2 separate regions of the Arachis hypogaea genome follow, and region 2 is linked to region 1. A link is a contact called in public Hi-C data. All regions are on one chromosome and are shown on one strand. The core of a region is the stretch at or near the end of the contact, and the rest is flanking DNA. Distances in the headings are between cores, read along the strand shown. Region 1 holds the start of LOC112779754 (FBD-associated F-box protein At5g60610). Region 2 has its middle 11 kb from the start of LOC112777445.

Region 1 (4,603 bases), core at 1,553-4,052:
CTTCCTTTCTTCCCATCAGTGTCTCATACAAAAACTGTTGTTTTTTGCAAAATAACAAACGGCGTTAGAAAGATCATATTGATGATAAAGTATATAAACACAAATGCAGTCACAGCTGGGATGAAAGTACTGTTGTCGTTGTAAATGCAAGACTCAATGCAAGACTCAGAAAATTTGAGGATAATGACATACCTGAATGAATGCTTTACCATGAACATAAGAGCGAAAACTAAATGAAATAGAGTTCGGGCAGCAACTTGAAAGCAAGTAATTCATAAAAGGGAAATAGAGAGCTTCGTAGTCCGGAGAAAAAAGTAATTCCAAGCGTTTAATAGTTGGAGGAATAGATGAAACTTGGAATGCACCCTGCTCTGGTTCAGTCTACAGAATTCAGACAAACAAACAAATAAATAAAATAGGCAAATATGTAAAGCAGAATGAACCAATGTAGCAAGTGTATATACTTACTAGAATTGACAGACAGATAAAGAGGGAGACTGATGCCCAAATCTTTTGGGGTTTAATGTTTTGGACAAATTTCCTCAAGCTACAAAGGTCCCGAAAATCCACATCGCTAAAACTATTGACTTCCAATTGATTAGAACATTTCTGAAAAGATATACCAGGTTGGTTGTTTCCCTCATACGCAAATGATAATAAATTTCGAGCATCAATGTTAAGCTCCTCCAAGTTAGAGCAGTATGATAACTTCAAGACCTTGAGTTGAGCACTTGAAATATTAATCCTCTGAGACATCGAGCAATTGTCTAGTTCCAAACTCTCAAGGAAAGGAAATTTAGAAAATAGTTCAAGAAACCATTTGTCTCCGATAGCAATGTTCTTCAAATTCCATAAGCACAGCCATCTCAAATTTGTGCAACTATCTAAATTCAGCTTGAAAGATGTATTTTGATACTGAAGACAACAATGTAAGCTCTCAAGATTTGGAGCATCAATATATACTTCCCGCATTCCTTGAACATAAACTTTCTTGAGCTTATGTAAACCATGCAAGAATAGTGATTCCACAAGACTGAACTCATACACTTGAGGAGTTCCTCTGATTGGAGGGTTATAGACAGCACAATCAATCACGGTTAAATCTTCAATTAGAGGACAATGAGAAATGACATGATCTATAATCCCTTCATGTGCAAAAAATATATTGCATAGTTTTATTATTCTCACTGAGTAAAGCTTGATGGAATGGGTGAGGAATGCTTGGTCAACTCTGATTCGGTCCATCAACACCAACTTAGTAAGTGATTTGGATTCAATGACACTGAGTGGAAGGTCATAAAACCTGTCCGGACTGTGTCTCCTTACATAGCGACTAGAGAGGCGAAGCTGTAAATGTAATACTTCGCCACCACTTTCAAGAGCCATCTTCATCCATAGATCAACATGGTGGGCCATGCACTTATGGTCTACATAGTCCATGATGAGCTTGAATTCTTTGATTGCTAAGCCTAGGTCGCCGAGCCTCAGTAATCTTCTCCCAACATAGTCAACAACTTTGTCTATTTTGCTATGATAATTGTCTACCGTTACATCTTGACTCTTAAAATGTTGATCGCTGCAAATAGACAATATTGGAAACGTAGACCATGCTTCTCTCCAAGCCTTTGATAAAACACTAGTCCTGGCAGAATCTCTGTCCGGAAGTCTTGCGAGAATGTCATGAAGTATAGCTTCTGGCAAACCAGATATTTGGTCCATTTTTCCCCAGCTTCAGTACTGATAGCAAGTATAATATCATGGATGGATAATTGTAACTTATACAATGCCAAGAAAGAAAGAAATAAAAAAAAAATCACATGTATTACATGTTTATTATCAAAATGATTCATCTGGGAAGCTAGAGATGTATGATTATGAATGACTTTCAACTAAGTACACTGATGAGATTTTTCATTGTAAAATTCATAAACTGTTCATCAAATTTTCATCATGACCCAAAATGTCCCATTAAAACTCATAAATACTATAATAATAATAATAATATAAAGATCAATGTGGAACCTATGTAGATCTCTATCACTAATTTCTTCTTCTTCTTATGTGAAGTGTAATAATTTTTGAGATGGAGTTACGACATAAGAAAGAAAACACAAGGGACTAATTGTTTTTCTCTATGGAAGTATGATGATTGATGTACATGTACTCTAACATTGTAATTTTTAGTATTTTTTAAAATGGTAAAAAATATAGAAATCGGAGTATCTCAAATCTTTTACGATTTTAAAAATTAAAGGATCCAATTTTTGTGCTTTAGAAATGTCTGTACTCCTAGAATTTAAATTTTTTAATTTCTGTACTCCAAATCAAACTTTACTACATTTATCAAATTAATATCCCAAACTCTAGAAAAATACCATTATTAAACCAATATAAACAAATAAAGTGTAGACTCTATCTCCTTTGTCACTAAAAAATGAATTTCAATTTTTCTTCCTATCTCCTAAACAGTAACCTCACTAGTTTCTAGACTAAAGAAAAGCTCGTTGTTCCAATAACAGAAAAAGAAAGGGGAATATTAAAAAATAAACTTACCTTCTCCAATAGAGTGTGTTTGTGGTGATTTGAAAGGTGTAGAAGTGCGGTATTTTTTTTGCTTTGTGATAGATGATGCGAAATAAATGAGCGAATTTCTGGGCTTAAGGTTTTGGTTTCAGTGTTTTATACTCTCACTTTAGACGGTGATAGAAGAGACCTCTCTTCTGGGTTTAAAGTTTTGGTTTTAGTATCTTATACTCTCACTTTAAACGGCTTTAGACGGTGATAGAAGAGACCTCTCTTCTCGGTTTAAAGTTTTGGTTTTAGTATCTTATACTTTCACTTTAGACGGTGAAAGAAGAGACTGACAGAGAAGTCCGTTTTAAGTGGTGATCTTCTGAAAAAAAAAAAAAAAATTTTTGAGTTTTTTTTTTTTATAAATTTTATAAAAAAACAATTTTATGTTTAAATATTTTATAAAAAAATTATATTTATCAATTATATTTAGGTATAATAAGATAAAAATACTTTTTGTTTATTTATTACGTGAAAAATATTTTTTAAAAAAATCTTTTAAAAAAATGTAAATTTTTATTTTTTTAAAAAAATATAAATTGTAATTTTTTTAAAAAATATTTTTTATTTTTTATTTTTTACTATTTTTATTTTTAATTTTTTACTAATAAAAATTTACCGAATACGCTAAAAAATAAAAAAAATATTTTTTATCAACTTAATAATACTCAAACAAACATAAAAGAATTACATTTTTTATTTATAAAAGATGTAGTTTATAAATATGAAATCAATTTTGTTATTGATATATAAAAGCCTACTGAGCATTAAATTAGTTCATCCTTAAAAAAATAAACTATCAAAATATTACTTGAAAATTTGTATCGCTAATAAAACAAATTTTAAAAAATACTAACGATAAATAAATCCGTAAAAAATTTAAAAATACGACAAAAAGAACTTGATACTCAAAATGTTGTGGCATGTAGACGGTAGTTTAAGTGTTTACTCGAATCCTATGTAAAATTTTCATCCGAAATTTTTAGAAAATAAACTTTAAAAAAAAGGATAGAAAAAGGATCTACAAACAGAATGAAATAAAGCTATGCTTAAATGGTTAAGATTACAAATCTGAGGAAAGAGCATTTACCGAAGAAACTTTGCGGCTAATAAAAGAATTCGCCACCAAAATATGTAAAAGAATTCATGCTAATAATTAAATACTATAAATGTATATTTTTATGGAGCCAAAAATAGGAATTCTTAATTGTTAGGAGAATAATGTAGTCCATTAATTATCTTTTAAGTTAATATTATAATTTATAAGGTTTTACTTTTTAATTTTAAAATTTTAAAAATTAACAAAATAAAAACTAATAAAAAATTGGGCCACATTATTGAGAAAAAAAATGAATAACATAAAACAAGAGTATTTATTTACTCTCAGAACATAAAAAAATAGGACAAAACTCTTATTTATGCCTTACCTAAAGGATAGGATCGTTATCAAACTACACATCATGAAATTTTGTTGTGTACCTTTCCCACCCTAAATATGAAACGATATGCAATTTTGTTTTGTGTGGTTAATTATATGCATTCAGTGTGTTGATGATCTCAAAGTTTGGCCATTTGACACCTTGTAATATGTCAAAAAGGAGAGTTAAGGTACATAGAATTTATGGAAGGCACATTTGTATCCTACATCAGCATCCTCCATTCTTCATTTAGATACTGTTTCAAAATCTAATAAACTAAATTCATACGAAAATGGGCACATACACAAGATAATTTGCAATTGAATATTTGTTTGTGACAACAAAAGCTATGGAAAGAATAAAAATCATAGAATAGAGGTTGAATAATTTTGTAAAGATACTCATATACAGTTGTCTTCACGCGACATTAATAGTTAAGAATCGTTAGATAATTTGATGTGTGTGACTAAATTGTTATTTAACAGTTCTTAACTATCAAATTCACATGAAAACAACTGCATGAGTTTCCAAGATTAGAGACAAATCCCATGAAGAAAGTATGTGTTTCCTCTGTACCTAAGCATCCTGTTGTGTTCTCCAACACACCACAAATG
Region 2 (4,603 bases), core at 1,048-3,547, 100 kb before region 1:
TAGCCATCCAACCTTTTCCATCTTTTTTGCTCCTCATCGAATGAATAATCTCCTAGGTTATAATAATATTATCTGATGAATTCCTTCCCGAAACAAAGCTACTTTGAGTTGGCCTGACTAACTTAGCCATCAAAGTTTGCAACCGATTTGCTAAGATTTTTGTAACCACCTTATATGAGACATTACACAAACTGATAGGTCTCATGTGTTTGAGGCTGGAGACCGGTTCAATTTTAGGAATAAGGACCATGAGAGTCTCATTAATATCACTTACGAAAGTTGGGTTCCTGAAAATATTTTGAACAAGATTACAAAGATTAGCACCAACTTTTTGCCAATGTTGCTGGTAAAAGACAGCTTGGATACCATTCCTTCTTCGAGCTTTAAGGCTACCCATGGCAAGCACAACCTCTTTAACCTCCAAGGGGATACTATTCGACCTATCCTCTCCAACTCAGCAGTACTTAGCTCAGGAAAGGCGTTAGAAATAATAAAAGGAACATTATCAGAATAATCACAATAAAAGTTCGCATAAAAGGATACAGCCCAATTTTCCATATCATTACTTTATGTTAACCACTCACCATCATCATTCTGAATGGTGAGAATTTTATTTTTTCTTCTCCTCACCATGGTAGAGCCATGGAAGAATTTAGTATTCCAGTCACCGAACTCTAACCACTTGCTTCTCGATTTCTGGAACCACAATAATTCCTCTTGTACAAGAACCTCCTTATAATCTCGGCATAGGTAAAATTGTAAATTTTCCAAGAATCTGTTGCTCCCATGAGTTAATCTATTAGAGATGCCATTCAGCCTTCTTAGGATCTTTTTCTTTCTCTGGAAAATATCACCAAACACCGAAGTATTCCAATCTTGAAGGGATTTCTTGAAATTTTGCATAGTTGCTGTCCAAGAATTATCGACCTTTCAGCATCTATTCACCATACTATCGAAATTCGGGGGAGTTAACCATGCCGCAACAAATCTGAATGGGCGACGCCCTCTATTAATAGGAGAATTAGAAGATAAATGGAGGCAAATGGGCAAGTGGTCAAATTTCAGCATAGGGATGTGTCGAACACAAGTCTCAGAAAACCTGATATGCCAGTCCATGTTATTAAGGGCCCTATCCAACCTTTCTACCAAGTTACCTCGTCTCTAAGTAAACGTCCAACCCGCAAAATCCAAATCCACCAAACCACAATCAGATGCATAAGCTTGGAAGTATGAGCAAGCTCCTGGGTTGGTTCTAGCCATGCTTCCCCTTCTTTCATAATCATGAAGGAGAGCATTGAAGTCTTTAATAGCACACCAAGGACTACTAATATCATTAACAAAATCTCTCAGATTATTCCATGACTCCCTTCTGTTAATTTTCTGCAGGGAGCCATAAACTGCACCAAGGAACCACAGTTCAGAGTTGTTGCTAGATACTCTGAGGTGAACAACTTGTCTGTTGTGCCCCTACAATATCTACCCTCCAAACTCCTAAATTCCACAAAATCCAAATCCCACCAGACCTCCCCAAACCTTCGACAATGAAAGACCCATCAAAACCCAACTTATCTCTTACTTCTTTGGCCCGAGCCCCACTAATCTGAGTCTCAAAGAGAAAAACCTTATTAGCATGTTATTCACGTTTCAATTCCTTAATAAGGAAATGAAAATTCTTTCCCCCCGCTCCTCTGCAATTCCAAGCGATAATACTATTCATAAGGACATAACAAGAAAGAAGGTCACCAAGAACCACGGTCAAGCTTAGGCATTTGCCTCTTTCTCTGAATCGGACCTCACAACGGAAGTCGTCTCTTGTGACACTTCATTACTAGAAGAAGCCCCGATATTAATTTTTGGTGGTCTTCCTCCTCCACCAATTTTATCGTGATCACTGCGCTCCATGAGCTTATGCGGAGGTAGTTGATTAAGTAGCAATATGCGCTTCCAAGAACCCACCAGATCCTTTTGGTGTCGAAAAAATATTTTATTGCTCCTTTCGAAGTATTCTCATGCTTTCCAACATCACATGCTCTATCGTCTCTTTTTCAAGGTCTTTGGCCTTTGCTTGAACTTAAGAAGAGGGTTCTGGAATATCAAGCTTTCCACGTTGTGATTTTTCGAGAGAGTTTTCCTTTGGGGTTGCACTCTTTTCTTTAGTACTATGGCTATTCTTGAGACCGTGGGCCTTCATGGAAGTCTTTTTTGGATTTAAAACATTTTTGTTAGCCCCACTTTAATAGTTTTTTATGGCTAGTAAGTATTTTTACTTGAGTGAGTTGGACATTTTCTTCCCTTGGCCCAGAACCAATAGTAGAACCAATAATAAAGGCTTTCCCTTGGGCTTCATTGCATTCATGCACATGCATATCTTCTTCCAAATCTTCATGCAAGATGTGAAATCTCGATCCCAAACTTTGGCAAGAACTTTCCTTATTTTCATGCTCTTTCAAGATTGAAGTGAGATCAGTTGCCATGATCACTTTCTTTTTATATGTTGCATTGGAATCTTTCCTTCTCTGAATTGGTTTTCTAATCAACATCCAAGGCCCAAGATCAGGAGGATTTTGCCTGTTACCATAATCACGTTGAGACACTAATTGTGGATTGTTTCCATGTTGGTCTTCATTCTTCTTTTGATTGGATTCAACTCCATCATGCCTTACCTCGCCGGTGATGTTCGGCTGAGAAGCTTCATTGTTCGAAGCTTCAGTACACATGTCAGCTCAATGGCCGTACTTGCCACACGTAAAGCAAATTTGATGCAACCCTTCGTACTCAATATTGAGTTTGCTTCCCATCACTGAGATATTTGGCACCAGTTTCTTGGTGAGATCAATCTCCACACAAATTCTAGCAAACTTAACCCTCGAGTATATAGAAGTTGTCCGATCAATTTTGATCATCTGACCTATTGCTGATCCAACTCTTAACAGGAAACGTTGATTATAGAGTTCAATGGGGAGGTTCAGGATCCGGACCCAGGCCATTTTTTTCTTACTCGATGCTCCGACGTGAGGAAGAAAGCCTTCCACCTTTGAACTATGAGATAATGTCCCGCCACCATCTAATGACCCTCCATCAAAGCATGAGAATAATCTTCTTCATCTGAAAAATAAACTAGAAAATAGTCACGATCCATATCAATTACATCAATCTTACCTTTTCTCTCTTTATAGTCATTGTTCCATGAACTCTAGCCCCACATATTTGCCTAGAACTTTCACAACAAGTGCTGACTTCCAAAGTCTGCACCAGTCCCCAAATTCTTCTTTCGATATTGGAATAACAGGACATGGATCAAACGGTTGTTCTTCCGCTTTATTGCTTTCATCTTCCTTGTACCATCTGTCCTCCGGATCAGAGGTATCTTTGAGCACCTCCTCCATCACGTTGGGACTCTCCTCCAGTCTTGGTCCAATAGGCGTAAACAGAGACTCTTTGTATGACGCCTTCATGTCTCCTTCGGTCGTATCTCCTCCCAGGTCTGAGGAGATCATCATGTCGCTAGGTTAATTGAGATCAACTTCTTCTCGCGTCTTGATTTTTTTAGTACTTCGTTGAATCAGATCTTTTTCTTGTGGAGAAATCCTAGCAGAGTTTTCTGTCATAATATAACTTCATAATATTATCTTTTCAATTGATCAGTTTGAATATTGGAATCAATGACAGCTAGTATGCCGTTGATTTTAATTCCAACTAGATTAAAGTTACTCTAAGATTAATAAAAATGTGTGAAAATAAAATAAAATAAAATAAAATGAATGTCTCTTTTTGTTAGGTCTTAGATTCTTTAAAATGATTTTAGATATCTCTTTCTTGTTAGAGGTTTTAGATGTTTTTTGTTGTTGTTGTTCGAATGTTTCTTCTGGTTAGGTTTTGGGTATTCTTTTTACAATGATTTTGGATATTTTTTATTTGGTTTTATATATATTTTTTTAGATTTTGATTTTTTTTCATTTGATTTTGGATGTTTCTCATGATAATTTGAATTCACGTTCACTTCAAAAAAAAAAAAAATTAAAAGAAGGGACTTGACAAATGGTGATGGGTGGCACGGACGATTCTGAGCGAGGGATGGTGGTGGGCGATATGGATGACTTTTGAGCAAGGGAAGGAGGGTGCGGTTAGTGAGAAAAGAAAAAGGGTTTTGTGGTTGATTTTTTTATTGTGAATAAGAGTGAAAATAAAATTAAGTTAATCTTGAGTTAAGATAATATTTTTTCCTTTAATGGACTTCTGTTTGTTACTAGTTAGTTATAATTGACTACACTCTAAGTTGCTTGTCTAAAAAAAAAATTCTTTAATTTTTTCCCGAGTTATAATAAAAATAGGATAAAGTACTATTTTGGTATTCAACATTTGGGGTGAATCCTATTTTGATCCCTAACATTTTAGTTGTCCTATTTTTATCCCAAAATATTTAAAATGACATCAATATTATTACACTATCAAATTGTTAACTAACAATTAACGGAATTGATGTACTGTTAATAATATTTTTATTAAAGCTACGTTTACTCAACTCCCTTCTCCTATCTTTACCCTCTTAACAAGTTCAAATTCAATTCTCCTACTCCCTTCTTTCTCTCCTTTTTACACTATT

What was found. Hi-C and Micro-C count contacts between places; a contact is called where the count stands out from the background.
Region 2: a Hi-C map of leaf shows a contact between it and region 1, with 4 times the contacts expected there. The contact joins the enhancer-like site here to the promoter of LOC112779754 in region 1. A contact is called at or near these places in 2 of 8 Hi-C or Micro-C datasets (leaf and an unstated tissue).

The regions. Positions count from the first base shown.
Region 1 is chr19:7,071,541-7,076,143 of arahy.Tifrunner.gnm2.J5K5, reverse strand. LOC112779754 (FBD-associated F-box protein At5g60610) reads right to left here and starts at 2,802. Exons shown (of 4, transcript XM_025824092.3): 1 at 2,554-2,802; 2 at 469-1,737; 3 at 193-381; 4 at 1-34. The coding sequence starts at 1,719. It overlaps LOC112775396, which reads right to left. Exons shown (of 2, transcript XM_029295470.2): 2 at 4,291-4,603. The coding sequence ends at 4,523.
Region 2 is chr19:7,171,810-7,176,412 of arahy.Tifrunner.gnm2.J5K5, reverse strand. No RefSeq gene overlaps it. Among protein-coding and RNA genes, the nearest start is that of LOC112777445, 11 kb to the right of the region's middle. Within about 2 kb of position 2,297, at least 2 of the 3 cell types and tissues checked have open chromatin away from gene starts, as enhancers often do.